Regions from separate parts of the Aedes aegypti genome. Here region 1 is linked to region 2. Evidence: chromatin contacts called from public Hi-C data. All regions are on one chromosome and are shown on one strand. The core of a region is the stretch at or near the end of the contact, and the rest is flanking DNA. Distances in the headings are between cores, read along the strand shown. Region 1 overlaps LOC5578084. Region 2 holds the start of LOC5578081 (copper-transporting ATPase 1).

The links. A called contact is a pair of places that touch in the nucleus more often than the background predicts.
Region 1: a contact with region 2 is called in a Hi-C map of whole pupa, with 1.8 times the contacts expected there. The contact joins the enhancer-like site here to the promoter of LOC5578081 in region 2. A contact is called at or near these places in 2 of 2 Hi-C or Micro-C datasets (whole body and whole pupa).

The regions. Positions count from the first base shown.
Region 1 is chr3:348,422,501-348,427,636 of AaegL5.0, reverse strand. LOC5578084 reads left to right here. Exons shown (of 7, transcript XM_021854359.1): 2 at 1,373-1,962; 3 at 2,032-2,210; 4 at 2,285-2,529. Among protein-coding and RNA genes, the nearest start is that of LOC5578084, 11 kb to the left of the region's middle. Within about 2 kb of position 2,471, at least 2 of the 3 cell types and tissues checked have open chromatin away from gene starts, as enhancers often do.
Region 2 is chr3:348,387,845-348,392,853 of AaegL5.0, reverse strand. It overlaps LOC5578081 (copper-transporting ATPase 1), which reads left to right and starts at 3,362. Exons shown (of 6, transcript XM_021853644.1): 1 at 3,362-3,837; 2 at 3,901-3,985. The coding sequence starts at 3,792. LOC5578082 (NADH dehydrogenase [ubiquinone] 1 beta subcomplex subunit 1) reads right to left here and starts at 2,084. Exons shown (of 2, transcript XM_001656726.2): 1 at 1,940-2,084; 2 at 1,501-1,798. The coding sequence starts at 1,730. The coding sequence ends at 1,563.

The DNA.
Region 1 (5,136 bases), core at 1,222-3,721, 36 kb before region 2:
GCGAGCGAGAGCCCCAAAGAGAGAGCGATGATAAAATCAATTTTTCTCGCTTGTTTACCGTTGGGGATAGGTGTTTTTCTTTACTGGCACGATAAACAATCCACAAACTTCCAATAGCAATAGTGTCCCCCAGGCTTGGAGCATGTTTAGAGGGGTTTTATCATGCACTACTATCCCCCCAATCTGATCAAAGTTGTAGCAGTATACGATAAACAGTCTCTCATAATGTGCAGCATGTTATGATAGTTACAGAGAGCGATACGTGAGAGATTCTCTCAATTTTCTCAGGATTCAATCCCTGGTTCTGATATAGTTTCTGATACCCTCAAGTGATCTTCTACGAAATTGCAAAAAATGATGTTGTGCGTAACTCGTTGCTGAACTCGATTTTTACAGCACTTGTCGTAATTTACGAGTCGTGCTGTAAACATCATCATTCTGCAACTTGTTCCGTAAACTACTATCAAGCAACAAGTTGAAGACTTCTACAGCACGAGTGGTACGACAAGTGCTGTAAAAATCTAATTCTGCTACGAGTTGCGTACAACATATTTTGCAATTTCGTAAAAAGCCATTTGAGGATCAGAAATCATATCTAGACGCCTTATCCATTATTTTGCAATTTTCGAAAATTGTTTATTAATGATTCAATTTGGAACTCAAAATAGTGGCATCCCACGGTAATTTCTCAGCATTTGTTTATGGAATGAAGCCGATTTTTCGTATGTGACTGAATCATAGTAGTAGCTTATTACCTACCAGATTTCTTCAGAATCGATTGACATTTGTTGAGAAATTACAGCGTCTAATAGGAGTACTGTATCTCAGCTCAGTGTTCCTCCAATGTTTTTAACTCATAACTTGCTTACCCAAATTTGCAATTTCCGCATTCGTATAGCGAGTGGCAGGCAGAATGATAGGGTAAAAATCTAGTCTTCGCCCCCCAATCTTCGCCCTTTCATACTAAAAAGTTTAAATTTGTATGAAGGGGGCGAAAACCAAATCAGGGTGAAGACTAATATATCTACCCTACTCTAAGCCCAGGGAAATCAAGGAAATTTCCGATACGAATAGCTTCTGGACCGACCTGGAATCGAACCCAGATACATTCAACATGGCTTTTTAATTAGGCTAAGGAAGACTTCACTCTCCATTTCTCTGATTAGAAAATCCAATTTCTGCAAAAACTTGATGTCATTTGATTTTAATATTTCAATGTTCAATATTATCAAGCCATGCTTAGTACCTACCATTGAGCGATAAAAATGAAAGAAAAAACATCACAAACGGGTTATCAACTGAACTAACCCGTCAACTACTTTGATAGCGGCATTGTACATTAAACACCCTCTCTTCTCATTTGATATTGCAGACGGTGGCTTCGTTGTCCTACAGGGTACCACCTATTGGACGGATCTCTTCGTGCGGCACTTTCTCTTCCAAACGGAAAAACAACACAGCATCGATTGCGATGATTTGCTGTTCTTCGTGCGCAAGAAACACGTCAAGGGATCCTCCCGGGTGATGCCAAAGTATGAAACGGAAATCGAAGTCTTTCGAAAGGATTCTCGCAAACTGCCGATCGGCGATCCGGATGTGGACTGGGAGGAGACGGTTTACCTGAATCTGGTGATCCATCAGTTCGATTACACGCTGACGTTGGCCATTTGTACGAGGACTTCGCCAAAAGAGCTTCAGGTGCTGCGACGACACTCGCAGAAGGTGTACGCTTCGCCAAGTCGGAGGAAGATGGACACCAAAGGCGAAAGCGAGGAGATTACCTATCCGCACATTTGCTTCATGGTGGACAACTTTGACGAAGTTTTCCACGATATTCTCGTACGGGATGGCGAAATGGTCTGTGTGGAGCTGGTTGCTACTGACAGGGATGGTAGCGTTCAAGGTGTGATATTTTTGGGCTCGATTCGTTACGATGCACTGAAAAAGGTCTACGATGCCAGGGTGAGTTTGCTGGTGATCACGTTGTATGAACATAATTTATTTAATTTTTTTTTTTTTTTGAAATTCTAGCAATCTAGTCTTGGTTCTAAGGTGGCACAGCGCATGTCGTTTGGTTTGTTCAGTTCTGGCGGTCCTCAAACTCGGTGCGAATTTGTGAGGATGAAAGGTCCCCAAGGGAAAGGACACGCCGAAATGGCTGTGACTAAACCGAAAGGATCTGGAGTCGAAACTCCAACCAGTGAACCTGGGTATGTGTTCAGCTCTATTTTTAGCAATGGAAGTAAACAAGCATAGATAAACTAACGTGTTCATCATATTCAAGATTCTGCGCCACGGACATGTGGGACTCGGAGTGGGAAGAAGACTGCGATGAGTACTACAACTATCGACATCAACGAAGGTTGAGCGACCCCAGTGCTAATCTCAACAACTTTAGCCGATACGGATGGCGTGCTAAGAACACTAATGAGTCATCCTACGGTGGAACGAAGGCACGCTCGGAGAACGAAGGACTGGATTGTTTGGCTAATGAAGTGTCGGAAATCGAAGCGGGGGATTTGCGAGATGGTGAGTCAGAATCAGTTTGTTTGATTTGTTTCTATCGTTGTGACGCACTTTCTGTTTTGTTCTTGGTTCTCTTAATTTGGTTGCTTATGATTACCCTAACAGCTGAAGGTCCAACGAATTTGAGTTTGACCAATTTTATTTATTCATAAAGCTCTTCCGTTCCTGTGGGTACAATGTGAGTGGAACTTTATCAATTCATATCAAATCACTACAGAGTCGAAAATTTTGTTCCAAATATTCACACTGTGTCGATTGAATCACATTTACTTTTCAAACAGAGGAGTGTTATCTGCTACTCTTAAAACTTCTAAAATAATTTCTTCAAAATATTACGGAAGATAGAAGAATTCTGCTAGGAATGTTCCTAGAAGCATTTCGTGATTTATGCTTGTAGTAGTAACAGTTGAAGTTCATGAAGAAATATTTGTATGTTTTTTGTGGAATACGTAAAAAAAAATTTAAACGAAAGTTTAGTAAAAAAAAATCTTCAGTATCACTATGGAGAACAACAAAACGAATCAAAACATTGAATTTAAGAAAAAAAAAAACAAATACAGGGGATCAAAAAGTGCTTACAGCTGAAAATTTGATCAATTTGCCACCAATGGACCAATGCACGAGTTCACTATTTGACGTTTGAGCGGTGCCGTGTTATTTATGTGATATCAAATGAGAAGAGAGTGTTTAATGTACAATGCATCCATTTATGATGATAATTGCCGCTATCAAAATTAGTTGACGGGTTAGTTCAGTTGATAACCCGTTTGTGTTGTTTTTTCTTTAATTTTTATCACTCAATGGTGATAAGCATGGCTTGATAATATTGAACATTGATATATTAAAATGAAATGACTTCAAGTTTTTGCAGAAATTGGATTTTCTAATCAGAGAAATGGCAACGAGTGAATTTGGTACCGCTCAAACGTCATAATAGTGAACTCGTGCATTGGTCCATAGCGAGTGACATATCTATAAACATTTCAGCGAGAACGTAAACATTCAACACTTTGCGCGACGTTCGTTTAGTTGCCATGGTCAGCAGTCTTTTTATTTTTCTACATTCATCCGCTACCGTCACCTCTTACACCGAGAAACATAAAAAAAAACTGTCAATTGAATGTTGTCTGACACGATGACATTCGCATAAATCATAAGTTTTGCATAAAATTCAGACATATCGGATAATAAGTAACCTGAATGGACCTATGCACGAGTTAACTAATTTGACGTTTGAGCGGTGCCGAATTCACTTGTTTCCATGGTCACGTAAATAACACGACTTCGCTCAAACGACAACGAGAGAACGCGTGCATTGGACCATAGTTTGAACTTGCTTGTTATGTCGACTGTGATACACATACCGTGAAAGCCGCACCTATTACGAAAAATGTCAGAAACAATAAAAATCGTAACGTTTCCTAGCGAAGCTGTCGTGATCAGAAGCATTCAATTGATATTTTTCTTTCTGACATTCTGACATAATCGCTCGTGTTGCAAACGTTACCAAATGTCAGCGAAAACGTGTCGACTACCGTGCTTGCTTACAACACTGGTCCCATCATTCTGCATATAAATTTGCTTTACATATATCGATATCCTCCTTATCTCGATATCTTCATTTTTCGAATTGTTCTTGTTGATTTTTTCTTCGTCTGTAAGTATGCCTATTGTCAAAGGTAGAATACGAAATGACGTCTGATTATAGCTACATTATTTTCCTCATTTTTCTGGCAACAGAGCGGTTTCCTAATCTGTCCCTATCTCGATGGTCTCTGCGATATCGCGTCGATTGTACTACTTATTCTTCTTTTTTTCTGGCGTTATGTCCCAACTGAGACAGAGCCTACTTCTTAGCTCAGTATTCTTATGATTCTCAGTTATTAACTGAGAGCTTTCTTTTCCAACCTTTTTTTGCACGTGTATATCGTGAGATAAGATGCTCGACCGGCGCGTTTACCGCTACATCTATAAGGGCTCTATGAACAAAAAGAGTATCTGGAGTAAATTCTACCGGTATCTCAAGATATCATTTGGGAATATTGCAATGTCACAATGAATTGTGCGAAGTCTTACAGAAATCCCTAAATGAATCATCGTAAAATCTCTGAAAAAATCCAGCGAAGAATATTTTTTTAGCCATTTTTGGAAGTAAGATTTAATTAAAAATCGCTTCCTCTTTGGTCAAAATATTTCCTCCAAAATTACATTCAAGGAATCTCTCACAATATTTTTCACGATTTCCTAATGTCCAGAGGAATTGCACTAAAAAATACAACGGCGGTTCTCCATAAATACCTAGACCTCTTCAAGGGTTGTACCAGTGAATGTAACTGCAATTCCAATAGGATTTTTCCATAGGGATTACCCAAAAGAAAATTCACATAAATATCTGCAGTGATTCATAGAGGTAAATATCGGTCCTCAAGGGAATTTCTGGTTTAATTCATGGATAAATTCTAAGGCAAATCTGTGCAAAAACGTCCAGGAGTTTTTTTAGAGTTCCATGAAAGTGCCTTCAGAAAATTCTTGAGGGATTACCGCATAAAATCTACGATTGAATCAAGCAACAAGAAATCTCACAAGAATCAAGATGATGTTTACATGTTG
Region 2 (5,009 bases), core at 2,113-4,612:
ATAGTTTTATATAATATTAACACAAACCCCTTACCATTCACGTAAGTTGATAGGGCATTGTATGGATAATTATCGATGTTCTTAGTCGTCCAAGGACTCAATGGATTACAGGCCTAAGGATCTACAAGCATAAGCAGGTGTATATTGATGGAGATGTATTAATTGATTATTGATCTTTGTAAATTCAAATTTTCACTACGGAAAATATTCATTCTTTGTCTAATCGAGTAAAAAAATCATTCCATAATTCTTCCAACTCACTCACGAGGAATGCCGCTTGTGATTCTTTAACGAACTTTTCAAATATTCAACCTTGCACTTTTATGAGATTCCTCTGGGAATTCACACGGATATTTCTTCATGCATTATTTCCGTACTTTTTCAGAGCTCTCTCCAAGAACTCCTTAACCAGTTTTCAATGAGCCTTAGTCCCACGGAACATCATTCCCGGGATTAGTAGTTATTACTCAACTATTTTTTCCTGAAGCTTTGCTTTCTGATCTTGCCAAATATATTCTCGAAGAATCTCTATCATACAATTCAATACAATTTGATTGAAAAAAATCTCTTGAAGGATTCCACCAGAGAATACTTTAGAAATTATTTTAAACATTTTTCCTGGAAAACCTATTTATAACGTACAAACTCCAAATGTTAGTTTGAAACATCATCCAGATTTTCCTTATTAATTGATTTAGGATTTTCTGCAATTATTGAGGATCTCTTAAAAAATACAAGAAGTGCTAGGATTCTCACCAACATTGTTCTCAAGATCACCAACCAAGGATTATTTCCACAAATTCTTCAGAAAATTCACCAACAGTTTTTCCAACATTGCCTTTAAGGTTCTTCCTGAAGTTTTTCTCCAGATTCATTCAACCAATCTTTCAGAAAATCACTCAGAAATTGTACCAGGATTGCTTGAAAAATTCGTAGCATTGATAATGCCGCTTTTCTTCAAAACTCCCTCAAAAATAATGCTCTAAAATTTCCTCAAAAATGTTTACCTAAGAAAATTTTAAATAAATCAAACATTTTTAGTGGGTTTCGCTCAACTGTTCTTCCAAAAACTCTTCAAACGCAAAAAAATCGGGTGGTTTTTTCAGGGATTTCTCTAAAGAATGTCGTGCTAAGATTCCTCAAAAAATAACAAAGATTCATTCAAGTATTTTTTTACTAGAGATTTTTTCTTTAACAGCACAAGCGATTCTACCGAGTATATTTTAAGTTGTTTCTGATCATGACGATTTGCCCTATTCTTGTTAACGTTCGAATGCGAATTTCCGTTTTCGTTGGTAGAATCCCATTTGATGGTTCCAAACAAATAGGATTTGATTAAAACATGGATACTCCGTAAACAAGAATAGGATTGACTTAGTCCCTAAAGTATCCCTGGCGATAACATGCCATATTATCAATCTATAAAAGTTTTTTAATTCCAAATTCTGGTGGAACATGGCTAGCTACGTAGAGTAAGCTAGTTTCAAATAAAACACTCGATTCAATTATTCTTGAAACATTTATTTCCCACTAAACATCAACAACCTACAACCAGACGTCGATCAGGGCCACGAGGGCTTCTCTCCTTCCTTCAGAACCCTTCCGTAAAGTGCGCTCTTGTCGCGGAACATCGTCATACGTTCGGTTTCCTTGTTATCCAAAAACCATCCGAAACCGTAGCCGGCCAGTGGGATGGCCGCCAGCAAGTACTGTCGGGTCAGTCCAAACATCTTCTTGCCTTCGGGAGAAACTACACCTGGGGAACTTGCGCCTGGGGGATCTGCTTCTGCTGCTTCCACTTGCGGGTGTACGAGTAATCAGCGTAGATGGAGGAGATGGCCAATGTCGGAAAGATGATAACCACCCGATAACGGCGCCAGAACGATAAAATCGACATGAAGCCTAAAATTGTGAGATTCGTTGAATACAGAAAATATACCTGGGCAAAGTTACGCAAAAATCAGCGGATTGAAAATGATTACACTTTTGTTCTGGCAGCAGCACACGGATTTGACAATCTGCTGGCGGAGAGTGTCTTCTTTGCCTTCTTTCTTTCTCCCACTTACATAACAACACAAAAAGACTATAGCTTAGACCGGTTCAAATGCTTCTTCTCGTTGGAGTTTGAATCCAAATCTACAATATATATATCGATATGATTATCACTGCGACATATATAAGTATATAAATAAATAAATTGAAATTTTCAGATGAGCGTAGATTTTTCTAAATAAAGTTTTTTTTAAATTCTGCAATCAAGCCTTCATTCCAAACACCGTCGAATTTTCACTGCGACATATATAAAATAAATAAATATAAATTGAAATTTTCAGATATGCGTAGATTTTTCTAAATAAAGTTTTTTTTTTAAATTCTGCAATCAAGCCTTCATTCCAAACACCGTCGAATGCTTTTTCTATGTCTAGAAGAGCAAGACCATAGTAGAATAGCCTTCAGAATTGAATTTTCGTTATGGTGGACATGTGGACCATCATTCTGTTCAAAATGACCTTTTCGAAAGTTTAGTGCTGGAGAAAAGCAAGCTGATGACTATCAGCATGACCGCATGCTAAATATGGTTGTGCGTTTACCTCTACGGTTATTTTTGTCTCCCAATATTCGTGATTACCTCTGTGTGGGCAAATGCACTGCCCTACTACAATAATACGGCAGTGCATTTTCACTCCTATTTTTTGTTTACGTTCGAATGCGCTTTCGATCGTAAACCGTTTTGCATTTCCATTTACGCCAGCAAAATCAAGGGCCATGGATTCGAACGAATAGAATTCAATAGAAAGTCAAGAAAAGCACTTTTATTCGATGGCAGTACGCAGCTGAAAAGAAATGTCATTTCGAATAGGGCTTGCTGTATATAGAATATTATTTTCTCGACTATTTCTTGCGAAAAAATTTTTACCGATATTGTCGCACCACGGCATGCACCAAACCATCAAACCGGATCGCGCCAGTGAGACTCGTGACGCGCCTCAACTCGCCAAATTTAGAAATCAGTTTTTCTAGTGTGGCGCTGCATTCTTACGATTTTTATGAACACACCGCACTATTCACATATTAGTTGCGACGATCGGGGCCCGAGAAAACAATAATTTTAAATAAGTGTTGGTCTTGATTTCTACCGGATGCATAATAGTGTCGACCAGAGGAAAGATGAGTTTTTTCTTGAGCGGAACAGAAGCTTTAGTCCATGAAGCTTCCAAAATTCCGAGCATGTCTAATGTTCATTGATCAACACACCATGCGTACGGCACAGCTCTATCATCATGACCCATCATTGTCATCATTGGTGTCATGAATGAAAATCATTACGCACAGAACCGTAACAGCAAGCAACCAAAACAAAATCAATCACCAAACGTCACACACAGTCCCGTGAACCAACAGGACTTCGCTTCTTCATTCAAGAACAATCGGTCACCGCTGTCGGGTCGCGTTTTTGTCCATCGTTCGTTCCGAATTCGACTGGCTACGTGTGGGGCGTGTTTACAACATTCTTCAGGTTTTGATGAACGTGTAAATTTCCTGTTCCGGACGGCATTGAACTATATCGAATTCTGATTGTGCGAAATGATCTTTAGCTGGTACATGCTAAGTTGAACAATGAAGAATTCGATTCCATATGTGTGCAGCAAATGTGCGGGCGTAAACTCATTCGAATCGAAGCGCAGATAAGGTTGTGTAATGGTGGAATAGAGTCAGTCCGTTTCTTGGACACAAAGCTTGATTGTTTTAATTGATTCGAACAAAGAGGAGTTCAGTTCTTGGCGTTCGCAATGGAGGAGGAAACGAAATTGAATCAAGAGTCGACGCTGCCGGCAGGTAAGTTGGAGGGTTTTTCTGGGGGTGGTATTGGACTGTTTAACTAATGGTCACATATTTCAGGGTCCGACGATAAACCCGCCCTGCAAACAGTCAATGCTAACCTTATGGAGACTCCTAGTCCAGCTGGTAAACTGTACAAGTCTATGTAAGTACTCATCATTCATTACCTGTAATGGCAAAGATTAATCTTTCAACACCCTCGCACAACTATCAATCACATCTCGGCGATATCGCCTACGATAACCATTCGAAAATATGTCACCTTATTCGAACCTCCAGTAATCTAGTGGGGAATAAGTCCGCGCCGCCGATTTCGGTGGTTGTCACGAGATCATTATCAGTTGATTGCGCTATTGTACTTCAATTAGGGCGTCGTTTCTGCTATAAGACGACACACCAACCCGAACGCCTATCTATATGCATAGAAGAAGTAGACTATCAGCGGTCATTGCTATTTTCTATCACGGTGCGAATGAGTAGAGAAAAAACTGCGTCAAGCAGCTGTTTCTGCACATGGTAGGAATTTACGCGCTGATAATTGCACTTAGGCTTGGCAATCTGAAGTTCACTGTTTCCGCGTCTTTAAATTAGTTTTGTTTAACCAGTATGCAAATCCGTAGGAATTCCAGTATGTCTCGAGATTATTTTATCTCTAAACTTCAATTAACATGAGTTTCAAAATTCCCACAGATGACGGTACAATTTGTAGTTGTTACTCCATGATTGACCAGAATAATCGAAGTTGAACAATGATCCATTGACTAGGGCTTAGGATTAGCTAATTATCCTTTAACTGCCCAAATCGAGAGCATAAAATTCAAATGTCAATAATACCATGTCCTTACGGTCATCGCGGAAGAGCTAACATTCATGAGCTAGAAAAACATTATTATTATTAAAGACCGAAGAACCTTTTCAGTCAGCTGAGAGATATCCAATTAGCAGGACTAGTAGCATGTCTCTTTTTAGAGACTTCGTGGTCATCTTATTTTATATTGTTTTCATATTCAAATGGAGTTCCTTGATGATCTTCATGTAAACAATCAGATCACCATCTAGTATTTTATTATAACGGATAAACTGCAAGGCATTTTTGCAGCTGTATGGCAGACCCATAAAGTTTTGGGGCCCTTAGCTTTGAACTTGTTTATCTTTGTGTAGTTCCAATT